Linked DNA regions of Sus scrofa: region 1 is linked to region 2. A link is a contact called in public HiChIP or PLAC-seq data. All regions are on one chromosome and are shown on one strand. Each heading gives the region's core, a stretch centred on a gene start, on an enhancer-like site or on the middle of the called end of the contact. The rest is flanking DNA. Distances are from core to core; before and after follow the strand shown. Region 1 holds the start of CCDC86 (coiled-coil domain-containing protein 86). Region 2 holds the start of VPS37C (vacuolar protein sorting-associated protein 37C).

What was found. HiChIP or PLAC-seq counts read pairs in DNA pulled down with a chosen protein or histone mark.
Region 1: a contact with region 2 is called in an H3K27ac HiChIP or PLAC-seq map of alveolar macrophages. The contact joins the promoter of CCDC86 here to the promoter of VPS37C in region 2. A contact is called at or near these places in 3 of 47 Hi-C or Micro-C datasets (heart right ventricle and liver) and 1 of 2 datasets of contacts at active chromatin or transcription factors (alveolar macrophages).

Annotation. Positions count from the first base shown.
Region 1 is chr2:10,901,459-10,907,537 of Sscrofa11.1, reverse strand. It overlaps CCDC86 (coiled-coil domain-containing protein 86), which reads left to right and starts at 1,342. Exons shown (of 4, transcript XM_003122668.4): 1 at 1,342-2,253. The coding sequence starts at 1,484.
Region 2 is chr2:10,609,435-10,616,017 of Sscrofa11.1, reverse strand. VPS37C (vacuolar protein sorting-associated protein 37C) reads right to left here and starts at 1,820. Exons shown (of 6, transcript XM_021082961.1): 1 at 1,526-1,820.

The DNA of each region.
Region 1 (6,079 bases), core at 93-2,592, 290 kb before region 2:
CTGTGGGTGGAGCCCCTGAAAGTGGCCCGGAAGGGAGGGACTGACACGGGATTACAGCACAGGGATGCAACTTTCTGACAACAGGGAAGGGTAGTGGAGTAGCAGAGCCAGCGCCTAACCCTTAAGTACCCTTGGGATTTCAAAACGCTAGATTCATCAAGATATGTTGTGGATGCCGTGTGGCACCAGCCAAGGGGTGAGAGGTCTTAAAGGATCCTCAATCCACTTTTCCATCCTCCAGGAACCTTGCCTATGTTTTCCTCCTCCTCATCTCCTCTTGATCAGCAGTCAAGTCACCTTGCACCCCATCTGACAGTTGGAAGAGTGACTCGGCAGGTGGGAGCTGAGCTCAGTGCTGAGGGCCCTGGCTGTCTGCCTGGCCTTCCTCCTCTGCCCCCTGAGCACCTCTGGACAACTTCCCAGGCCCACGCATAACCCCTCAGCTGAAGAAACAATAGTGTCTAAAAGAAGCTGCTGGGACAGCGGAACCAGGACCCTGGGATGCCTAAGCGCCATCCCCAGGAAGTTCCAAAAATACACTAGGGAAGAGCTGGGGTACATTTGGGCAACTGCCAAGATGTTCTTCCTAAGAAAGGCGTCTGCTCTGAGTGACTCAAAGCCCCCAACTGGGTGTCACGCAAAGGAGGGAGGAGACAAGTTCACATACTAGGGCAAGGACCGCTGTCTTGGCTGAAATAAAACCCAGAGACAATCCGACCTCTGTTTCTAGAACTAGGGCAGAAGGGGTACCAGAAAAGGTGTGCAGAGGGGCTGAGGGCCTGGGCATGCCGCAGATGGTGCATTTTACCCATACTCCAACTTCATGCAGAAAGCTGAAAATGTTGCAAAGGAGAGCCATCGATTTTACATTTAGGCATAGGATGGGAGAAGAGAAAGCAAGGATTACTTTTAACACTGGGCTTAAGAAATTTCCCACCTTCAGGATCTGCCAAGTAGCATTCACCCTGGCAGTCAGGATGCTTTGGCAGGATCATTTTATATACACTAAACTAGTGTAAAAGCACCCGTGTTACAAATGAGAGAACTGAGGCACAAACTGGGTAGGACCCCTAACTGCAGAGGAGTTACTGGCAGTTTTCACCCAGCCTTGCCTACGAGCTCCCTGGATCTTTTCCCAATCCTCTTCTCTCCCGAAAACAGGACCCCTTTTCCTTCCTCCACCGGCACACTCTTTTTCCCCGGAGACTGGGTTCGCAGGAATGACAAACCCCGATCTGAAGCTGACATTCCTTCATCAATCGCGTGTAAACGTGCCAAAACGCTTTGCGCATGCGCCTAGTAAACCCAGGCCCCGCCCGCCCCGGACTCCTCTGTACCCGCCTATCTGCCCATCACCAACATGGCCTCCGCAGCAACAGCCCCTCCTGCCCTACACAGACGTGGCGTCTCCTGACGTCATAGGACGGCGCCGGGAGTCCCAGAAGCTGCACGTGGGCTTGGATTTAGAAACTCTGGCGGTGCCATGGATACACCTCTCAGGCGCAGTCGGCGGCTGGAAGGACTAAAGCCTGAATCCCCCGAGAACCCCACCCCAGTTTTGCAGGCGAGACGGGCCCTTGTGGAGCTCGAGTCGCACCCAGAAGAAGCGAGGGAGCCCGGGTCTCCTCGGAATGTGCAGCCACCAGGTTTGGGGTCCCCCAGACGTCAGTCAGAGACAGCTCCAGTTTCACCCAGTCTACAGGAAGGGGCAGGCTTGGGGTCCTCCCAGAGACAGCCAGAGCCGGGCCCAGGGTCCCCCCAGCGTCAGCGAGATCCGGGTCTGGAGTCTTCCCAAAGGCAGCCGGAATCGAGTCCTGAAACCCCAGGACTTCAGTCAAAGCCAAATGGGGAGTCACCAAAGTTCTCCCAGGACCAAGAAGCGGATTCGGAGTTGGCCGGGAGTAAGGCGGAGCAGACCCCGGAGTCTCCCCAACATCAGCTGCAGTTGGGCCCAGGGTCACTAGAGCCTTACCCCGGTCAGCAAGCGCCGGATCTGGAGCCCTCGCAGCCACTACAGGAGCTGCCACTGCAGGAGCTGCCACTCCAGTCACCCGGTTCCCCACAGGATCAGAACGAGCCAAGCAAGCCAGCTCCATCCAGGGAAAGGGGGAGAGACGTCCTCGGGCCAAAGAAGCGAGAAAGTTCTTCAGTCCAGGCCCCAGCGTCCAAAAAGCAGAAGAAAGAGGAGGTTCCTGTTATCCCGAAGGGGAAGCCCAAGTCTGGGCGAGTGTGGAAGGACCGCTCAAAGAAGAGGTGAAGTAGGCGACACCTGGGCGGGCATGGGGTTCTGTGTGGTGCTTGGGCCTGGGCACAACCTGGGGATAGCCCCCTGGGTTGGAGAGCGCTCACAAAAGTGGGGGTGTCACACAAACAGGTAATTATAATCAGAATGTGGTAAGATGCACCGGGATGTTGGGGAGGAATGCCCTCAGTGGACCTCTTCTCATCTGTGTGTTCATTCAACACACATTTACCCTCGACTCTGCCCTCTCTAATAAGGAGGCAGAAGCAAGTAAAACAGTATTTACCATTATGTTACATTTTTTTGCCTTTTTAATAAAAGGCATTACCAAGTACTGACAATATAGAAAGCTGCTAAGCCCTCTAGTAAGGATTGGTTAGGGGAAGGGCCTTTCAAATGGTAGAAGCATGCATCTTGGCTTTTTTTTCTTTTTTCTTTTTTTTTGGCTTCACTTGCCTGCAGCTTTCGGCAGCTCCCAGGCCAGGGATCAAACCCGGGCCACAGCAGCAACTTAAGCCGCTGTGGTGACAATGCCAAATCCCTAACCCACTGCCCCACAAGGAAAACTCCTGCATCTTGACATTTAATCTGCACATCAGCCCCATGAAGCTGTTAGGATTATCCTCGTTGTACATACGAGGGCACCAAGGCTCAAGGAGGCTGCATGAGTGGTAGAGGCAGAAGCCGAGCACAGATTGGATTCCAGAGTCCGTGCATGGAAGCCCTTTACCTGTGCTCTGTAGATCTGCTGTGCATTGGATTACAACCTTCTAAAGGGTAGGCATGACATTTTGTCTTGTCTTGCTTGTCTTTCTCTGTGGCAGACAGCAGGTGCCTGATTAAATGCTTGTTGAGTGAAGGAATGAAGAGGCTCAGCTGAAGAGGGAAGTGAGGAGAGGAGAGGTGGGATCCAGTTCACATTTTTAGGTAGTGGGAACCACTGGGCAGTCAGGAATTCATGGCCAGAAGGGACCATCAGGGAAGGCAGTGATTTTAAGGAAGAAGCAGACATTTCCCAAGAGTTGACTGTGTGTCAAGCTTTGGGCTAGGCCTTTTGCAGATGCTATGTTGTTGAACCCCTGAAACCCAAGGCAGGTATAATCCCTCCCCCACCTCCTCCCCCATTAAACGGAGAAGAAACTGAAATTGAGGGAATAATTTGCTACAAGACCCCAATCAGAGACTTCGAAGCTAGACTCTAGACTGTTGGACTTAGAAACGTGGATGGTGGCATGGCCCCTCCGCCTTGGTCCCAGCAGGTCCCAGAGAACAGTGAGGCCACTGATGGCCATGCAGATCCAGATGAAGGGGTTGGCTCAGTGGAAAGAGGGTGATGAGCAAGTTGAGTGTGGGACCCTGGGCCTTGGTACTCGGAGGGGGCGGGGAAGTTGAGCTCTCTGAGCAAAAGGGGGCTGCACCCATGCACAGGCCAGAAGAGAGGGTCGGCAGAAGACCCCAAGCAGCGAGAGAAAGAGGCTATTTTGTCCCAGATCCCACCGTGAGCTGAAACCCTTCCCGACTTCCTTCTTCCCTTGGAATTGCGCTGCCATCCTCTGCCATCACTGAGAACCTCCCCCACCGCCCTTCCCGCCATGTCCCCCGCTGTAGGTGATGCTCCCTCCCAGCTCAGGGCCTTTGCACATGCTGTTCCTTCTGTTGCAAGGCTTTTCCCCTGACTAGTCCCTGCCCATCTTTCAGGGATCAGCTTAAATAGCAAATTTAAATATTAAATATCCCCCTGGGAAAAGCCCTCTTACCCTGGGAAAAGCCCTCTTCGTCCAGCCCAAGCAGGGTTCAGTCCTCAAGCTGTGTTATCATGGGGTGGAACTTCTCTTTTGTGACACCCCCCCATTTGCAGAAATGCCTGTTTACGTGTGTGGTTCTTATTGGCTGCCAGCTTCCCTGTAGACCAGAGAGTGGGGTTTCTCTGCTATGGTGAGATTTCCCTGGCCCAGCACACAGCAGGCACTGAGCTGAACAAGTTGATAAGTAAGAACAGAAAGTAGTTCGTTCTTGGAGTTCCTATTGTGGCTCAGTGGTTGACGAATCCGACTAGCATCCATGAAGGCGTGGGTTGGATCCCTGGCCTCACTCATTGGGTTAAGGATCTGGCGTTGCCCTGAGCTGTGGTGTAGGTTGCAGATGCAGGTCAGACCCCGCGTTGCTGTGGCTGTGGCATAGGCCGGCGGCTACACCTCTGATTCCACCCCTAGCCTGGGAACCTCCATGTGCCACCAGCACAGCCCCAAAAGACAAAAAAAGACCAAAAAAAGAAAGAAAGAAAGTAGTTTATTCATTCAACCAACTTATATGGCCTTTGAGCAAGGATCTGGGGGTCAACATGGCTGTAAACAAAACACTCCAGTTGTGAGAAACAGGTAACCAACATGTCATAAGAATGTCCATCGTAAGGACCGTACAAGAAAATGAACCACGGTGGGGACTGGACAAGAGCAGGGGGTGCAGGGCGTTGTCACAGTGACCAGAGATGGCCTCGCAGCCACAGGGACATGCGTAAAGGCCTGGGTGAAGACCTTGGGAGACAGCATCCAGGCAGAGGGACAGAAGGTCCGGAGGCCTTGTCACTGGGCACGGGGAGAGCAGTGGGAGGTGCAGGAGGTCAGCGGGGTCTCGGCGCCAGGTCCCGTGGGCCCTTGCAGGGACCTGCATGCGCAGCGAAGCTGCGGGAGGTGTTGAACCGCAGAATCATGATCTTACATCGAAAGGACTGGCCTGGCCCGTTGAGAACAGACCATAGGAGGGCTGAGGGGAGAGCAGGGAGACCAGTAAGGAAGCTGCTGCAGTAGAATTAAATTCTAAAGACGCTGTGCCAGGCCTGTGGGTATGGGCCCGAGGGGCCGTCAAGTGGACGTTTGGGATCCTTGAGGAAGCAGCGGGTGGGCGTGTGAGCCCTCGAGGCAGCCCCTGCTGTGGGAGGTGTCCCAGCAAAGGCCCATATGGAGGGAGGGAGGCAGTGCGGCTGGGAAGGCCCACCTCCTGTGCCCAGGCTTCCCTGGGTGCAACGCCTCCCATCTCTGAAGGGTGGATTTACTGGGCCCCTTCTGTATGCAGAGCCCTGTGCTAGTGCATCTCCAACTCTGAGCCAGTCCTCCCAGTACCCTTTGCAGTGAGACCGGTTCTTGTCTCCATGTGACACAGGAAGGTGCTGAGACAGGCTGCACTGCCCAAGGTCACATGGGCACAAAGTGGTGGTGGCTTCAGGCCTGGGAGGGAGCCCGCCTGCCTTCAGTCTCTAGGCGAAAGCAGTGCTCTGATGCCGCACTGCCCCAATACCTTAGCCACCAGCCACTTGTGGCTAACTACATTTAAACTGATTAAAATTAGGAGTTCCCGCTGTGGCACAGTGGGTTAAGAACTTGACTGCGGCAGCTCAGGTTGTTGCAGAGGTGCAGGTTGGATCCCGGGCCCAGCACAGTGGGTTGAGGATGCAGCGTTCCACAGCCGTGGCTTAGGTTGCAACTGAGGCTCAGATTCAGTCCCTGGCCTGGGAACTTCCATATGCCGAGGGTGCAGCCATCAAATTTAAAAGAAGGAAAATATGAAATAAATCAATTAAAGTTAAAAATTCCCTTCCTTGGTCACCAGCCACATTTCAAATGCCCAGCACCAGTGTGACTTGAGGCTGCCTTATTGGACAGTAGATAAAGGGCATTTCCACATTCCAGAAAATTTTGCCTGGCAACACTGCTCGGGAAGATACAGCATTGTGTCCTGCCTGTGGCTCTGTGTGTGTCCTGGTCCCCGCTGCCTCGTCCCTTTGGGGTTCTTGAGCCCCAGTCTGGGATGCCCAGCTGTAAAGCCAGGGAGAAAGGCAGC
Region 2 (6,583 bases), core at 571-3,070:
GCCAGGGATTAAACCCATGGCCTCACGGGCACTATGTCAGGTTCTTAACCCACTGAGCCACAAAAGGAACTCCCAGTTGATTCTTAACATCCAGCAAATAAGCTTTGAAATGAGACAAATGGGTTAAAAATCAACTTGGCCACTTATTGGTGGTGGGATCCTACCTAACATCTCTGCAACTCACTTCACCTGCAGAATGGGCTCACCACCTACCTTGAAGTGTTCCTAGAATCCAGTATGTTCACAAAACCCCTGGCACATGGCAACCAAACAAGAAATCAGATCTACTGCTACCTTAGGAAAAAACAAAACAAAACAAAAAACAGCCACCAAAAGCCGCCCAGATGAAGTCTATAATGAAATTTTTCTACCTAATGGAAATTACAAAGGCACCAAGCCAGACTTCTAAGATAATCTAGGAATAAAAGCTTTTCTGGGCACTATGACTGCCAAGAACCTTCACTTTAGGGTTGCAGTGTCTCATCCCAAGTCTTCAGTCCTATCCAGAATCAGAGTTCAGGCCTGTGCAGGGTCTCGGCTTTGGACAATAGCCAAAGAAAGTCTTTCCTTCCCAAATCCTTGTCACCACCACCTCAAGCTCTAGGGCTGACCATCACAGACCCGAGAGCCCGGTGGCAGCATCCTGGCTGCACCAGTAGGAAATGGGACTCCTGGAAAAGAGGCAAGGAGCCAATGAAGACGGTGGAAAAGGCCTGAATCAGCAATGGTATTACTGGGATACTGAAGTGAAAGGAAGTGCTTCTGTGAAGTTTCCAGAGCTAAGGGTGGACATTCCAGGGTGAGTGAGCCTAGACAGTGGGTAGCTGAGAAAGCACTGACTCGTCTCAGGGGCTGAAACCCTGAGGTGTAGAGTCAACTCTGCCAATAAACACAAACACACACACACACACACACACACACACACACACACCACTGCTCTCTGAACTCAGGAGAACCAGGTACATACTGGAGATACACACACACCAATGCCCTTTGCACCCAGCAGGTGCAGGACTATGCACTGGTCAGTGATGCTGAGCAGTCTAAGTCCAGGTCCAGAATAAAGGATAAGAACGACCCCAAGGCTGAAAAGCCACATTCTCACTGCCCTGAGAAATGACATAGGCCAGGGAGTTAAAGACCTGAGCGCCCCTCAGAACCCACTAAGCGGCACTCCTGCTGGCAAGTCAGATCCCACTCTTAGGCCTGTTTCCCCACCTGCACAACGGGTAAACCTGTTCTAACGTCACCAGACTGGTGACCAGCAAGACGCTCAAGTACGAGGAAGGGGGCGGGGCTGGAGGCGCAACCTGCGCGGGGAGCTCGGGCAATGCCTCTTTCCCTCCCTCCCGCCCTCCCACGGCGAGGGGCCGGGGCGCCAGCTCTCAGCGGGAGTCACGCGCCCCTTACGCCCAATCACCAGCTTCTGCCGGAGTGAGGCGGGCAGGCGGGGGTGAGCTGGGAGCGATTGCCAGCGCCGCCCCCATCCCCATCCTTGCCCCTCCCCGGGCCCCAGCTCACCTACCCCTACCGCGGCCGCCGCCACCGCCGTCGCGGGTTAAATCGCAGCCGGAGTCCACACTTCCGGGGTCCTGGAGGCCCGCCCCCCCGCCGGATGTGACCCCCCCTCCAACGTCCGGGCGCTGGGAGCGAGGCCAAGCCACTCGTCCGGCAACACGTCGGGCGCGCTGCGGGCCTCAAAGTCACCACGATACCGCACCCCCGCCCCCAACACATATACACTCGCTGCCAGCCGGGACCACACCCACGACAGGGCCCACGAGACCACACCCGCGCGCAGTGGACGCCCGGCCCCGCCCCCCGCAGGCCATTGCCCCGCCCCCAGAAGGGGCCGCCCATTGGGCGGAACCCAGACGGCCCTGAGCGAGTGCGCCTGCGCAGGAGTCCAATGACTTTGCTGGCAGTCGCTAGAGGCTCCCCTAGATTTAACCGAGCTCGGCCTTGGGAAAGCCGCTAAAGCGGATCAAAAGAGCCCCGAAAGGAAAAGAATGGAATCCCAGCACCGAAGGGACTCCTTAGATGTCTGAGATCAGACTGCGGAACCCCAACGCAGACTAGAGGGATCACAGCCCTAGGTGTCCCCTCGCAAACAGCAGTCTCCTGCCAATATGGCAGGGTCCTGAAAACAACTCTGAGTAGTTTCTCCAAAAGTAACCTGTTTCCCAGGGCCGTAGGTTACATTTAGTCCATTCTGTGTGGACTAAAATAAAATAACAGACGGCCTTATACATCCTCACTTGCCCAGAATTACAAGGCTGATGTCTCGTGAAGCAAGGTCCTGACACTACTACCTCTCTCTTTCCTTGGCAGCTTGTACTGGACAGACAACCAGGCCTGGAGGCGAAGTCCATTACCTGTTTGGCCTCCCAACAGCGTCTGTTATTGCAGCTTTGTAAGAATAGGACCTCAGGAGGAGAGCTGCCATAGACCAAGGAAACCGGCCACCCCAATTCAAAACCTTATTAGATGTTGAATTAAGACCATCGTTGCTAGTGACAGAAATCCAATTCAAAGCAGCTTCTGCAAAGTGTAAATTATTGTGTCACTTAACAATAAAATCCAGGGGTGATGGTAGTGCCAGGAACAGCAATATTCAAGGCCTCATTCTCCTAATTTGACTCTGTTCTTTTCCTTTCCGCAGATAGTCCCAAATTTTCTATTTCAAATGCTAGAGAGAACGGATCTGATTGGCTAAGATAATCCCCATTGCTCCAAGTGGGCAGAATTTACTTTCTTGCCTCCTCAAAGGCTGTCAGGCAGCCTATGAATTAACGACCATTGGGTCAGGTGATCACTGTTCTCCAATGAATGGTCACCTCTTAGAGTACAGGAGAGATCAGTGAGGAAGGCAGTCTCAGCTATTTGACCCATCTTGAGACACCAGTACCGCTTTTGAGAGATGCCATGACTGGTTTTGCAAACATTTATTTCACTTTGAATATGATGTCAGAGTGGCTCCCATTGACAACAGCTTCTGGAAAGCTGGGTTGAAACTCTTTCCAAGGGGTGCGGAGGGCCAGGGCAGATGACTTTAACCTTTAGTTATAAGCCCTTTTGTGCTATATACTTTTTAATCCTGTATTTTATGACTTTTTGGGGTAAAACATTAGAAAACAAAGATGGATTGTCTTGAGCTTATACTTCCACTTACTGGTACTGTGTCAGAACTTGGAACGTGGGTGTGATGGCTGGAGCTAGAATAGTCATCCTGAACCATGAGGCAACCATGAGACTAAGGGCATACCTGACCACGTAATAAAATAGAAGGAGTATAACACCATGGAGCCCAATGACACTGTTGGATGCCCACTTCAGGATTTTTATAGGAAAGGGAAATAATCCACCTTTGTAAGCTGCTGTTGTTTTGAGTTTTCTATCACTCACATCCTTTGGGTCTTAGACTCCATTTCTGGAAAGCTCCTCTCATATCCCCAAGACTGGGTAAGTGCCCCCCTTCTATGCTCTTCAAACACTCCATATTTTTTTCCTTTCTTAGAATTTACTACATTTTTCTGTAACGGAACAGTAACTCTCCCTGCATAGCAACTTCTATAAGGACAGGCAGAGACTGTTTTATACATCATTTGACACAGATGCTAGAAACTTCTAAAACAATAACAATAATAACTTGTGAATGGGACATACACAGAGGGTGTTGACAAACTACTCTCTGAAACAGTTGGGTCATTGCCAAGTCTTCTTATGGCAGGGGCGGGGAGGGTGTGGTGATGATGCTAGCCCTTCTGAATAACTAAAGATAGAGAATTAGAGCAAAGGAGGTAGGGGGAGAAAGTGGTGGGAAATTCAAGTCATCTGGGGCAGTTGGCATTAAAAAGGTGTGCTCTTTCTGCCTTGTTTCTTTCTGGTTTCCCCTTCTAGCTCTTTCAGTTCCTGTGGCTCTAGACCCACCCTCCCTGATCCCAGTCCCCTATCACCTGCACCCATGTCCCTATATACCATGCCTCGATTATACCCAGTTTCATCCACATTCAGAATGGCCCTGATACATGCAAAAAAAGAGAGAGAAAGAGAAGCCTGCCCCTTCCTCTCTTTTCTTGTCCTTTCATTCTATGTACTTTCACTGCATAGCTGTCCTGCTAAACCTTGTGGATATAAAGGTGAACACCACCATCTCTGGCCTCAAGGAAGTTGCATTCTTGGTTGGGATTTTAGAGGAAAAGGAACTCTACCTATTCCAAGACATCTCTTCCTGCAGATGACCTTGATCAAGAACAAAAAAAAATATTAAAGTAGAACTAGTCATTGTGTTCCTACCTGCTTCTAAAAAGTGCTTGTTTAGGCCTTGGCATTGGATCTTGTTGGATGCTGGTGGACTGGATGGAGAAGGGATGTTAACGGAAGTAAGGAAGGCAGGACAGGTAGGTCTGAGTGTGAGGTAATAAGGACAAGATATTGAAGAAGCCGAGGTATTGAGAGAGATTTAGGAACTGAGCTGGAAAAGCAGATTTAAAAGAAGTTTTGGGAATTCCTGTTGTGTCTCAGCAGTAATGAGCCCAACTAGCATCCAGGAGGACGCAGGTTCGACCCCTGGCCTTGATCCATGGGTTAAGGATCCGGCATTTGTCGGGAGCTGTGGTATAGGTTGCAGACACTGCTCAGATCTGGCATTGCTGTGGCCGTGGTGTAGGCCAGCAGCTACAGCTCCAATTTCTCCCCTAGCCCAGAAGTTTACCATGTACTATGTATAATCTCCAATACAGAATTCAGGAGATCCTCAGTGAAACCTTTGTCTTTTTTTTTGGAACACAAGTCAGATCTATCTAGTTGGTTTCTCACTCCTACCACCTTTCTCCTGACTGCCGCACTGTGGTTCAGCCTGCTTGATCCAGACAAGTTTTGTGTCTTTGAGGCAGGGGCTGGTAGCTGCCTACAAAATTATCTATTCTCTGTCTTTCCTTAAAAACAGAATATGTTTTGTTATATAGCAACGTGCCCAGTAGCTAAAAGACTGAATTTCTCAACCTCCTTTGCTATTAGTTATAAATGGGTGACTTTGTGATATAAGCAGAAGTATAAGAAGAATTTCTTGGAAGACTGCTTTATTTATTTTTTTTTCTTTTCTTTTTTTTTTTTTTTTTTTTGCTATTTCTTGGGCCGCTCCCGCACATGGAGGTTCCCAGGCTAGGGGTCAAATCAGAGCCTACGCCAGAGCCACAGCAACTTGGGATCCGAGCTGCGTCTGCAACCTACACCACAGCTCACGGCAACGTCGATCCTAACCCACTGAGCAGGGCAGGGACGAACCCGCAACCTCCTGGTTCCTAGTTGGGTTCGTTAACCACCGCGCCACGACGGGAACTCCCTGGAAGATGCTTTAAAGGAGCTAATTCAGCTGAGAAATGTGTGTCTTTGCCTTCCCCACCTTCTTCTTTTTCTTCCTTTTCTTTTTCTTTTTTTTTAAATTTTATGGCTGCATCCATGGCATATGGAAATTCCCAGGCCAGGGATTGAATCCAAGCCATAGCACCTATAGCAACATCAGATCCTTTAACCCACTGTACCAGGCTGGAGATTAAACGAAATCTCTGTGGCAATCAAAGCCACTGCAGTCGGATTCTTAACCCACTGTGCCACAGCAAGAATCCCCCACCTTCTTCTTAACTGCTGTCTAGATTTCAAGTGTGACGGCTAGAATACTTGTAGTCATATTGGACAAGGAGGTGACCTTGGAGACGAAATCCAGTCAAGTTCTGTCTGGCCCACTTCTAGATCTGTTTCAGTGGGAGAAAAAAAAATTGTTTTATCTTGTTAAGTTTATGGTTCTTTTAGGTTTTTTTGTAATGTGCATCCAAACTTAAACCTGATACTACTATGTGGTTAATATGGTACAATTTTTTTACTACTATTTTGTTACGTTTGGTAAATAGTTTATATTTAAATTTTTTCTTTCCTTTATTATTTTATTAAATTTAAGCATAAACTGCACATATACATAATCTTGTATAAATGCAAAATCGTGATTATAAACATGCTTTCTTATAGGTTTGGGATTTTTTTGGTTTGTTTGTTTGTTTCTCTCTCTCTCTCTCTCTTTTTTTTTTTTTTTTTGGCTTGGCTTCCCCACTTATTAACAACCTAGTATATGTCCTTTCATATAATCTCATTCAGATCTGTAACTACAGGCCAAAGGGGCTGAGGAGCAGGATGAGGAAAACCAAAGAACAAAATACAGACACATGAATGAAGGGTAGTGGCCACTGCTACTTATCACCCTTCCCCTGCTTGTCTATGTACCCACAAACCCCAGGTTTGCCATGACCGTGGAATTTACTCTGGCCAATAGAAGATGATACGTCACTTCCACATGGAACCCTTTAAGAATCAGAGTCCAATTTGCCACACACTCCTTTCACTGCATTCAGAAAGAACCTCCATCGGCTTTCCTCCCTGAGTGACAGTGATGAGCAGGGTTCTCTCTGCTCACCCACATCAAAGGCAAGTGAGAAATATACCTTACTTGTGTTGAGCCATTGAGATTCGGGGTTTTATGTCTTCAGAGCTCAGCTTATCTTCATGGAAACCGGAGGGTATAACAGGGACT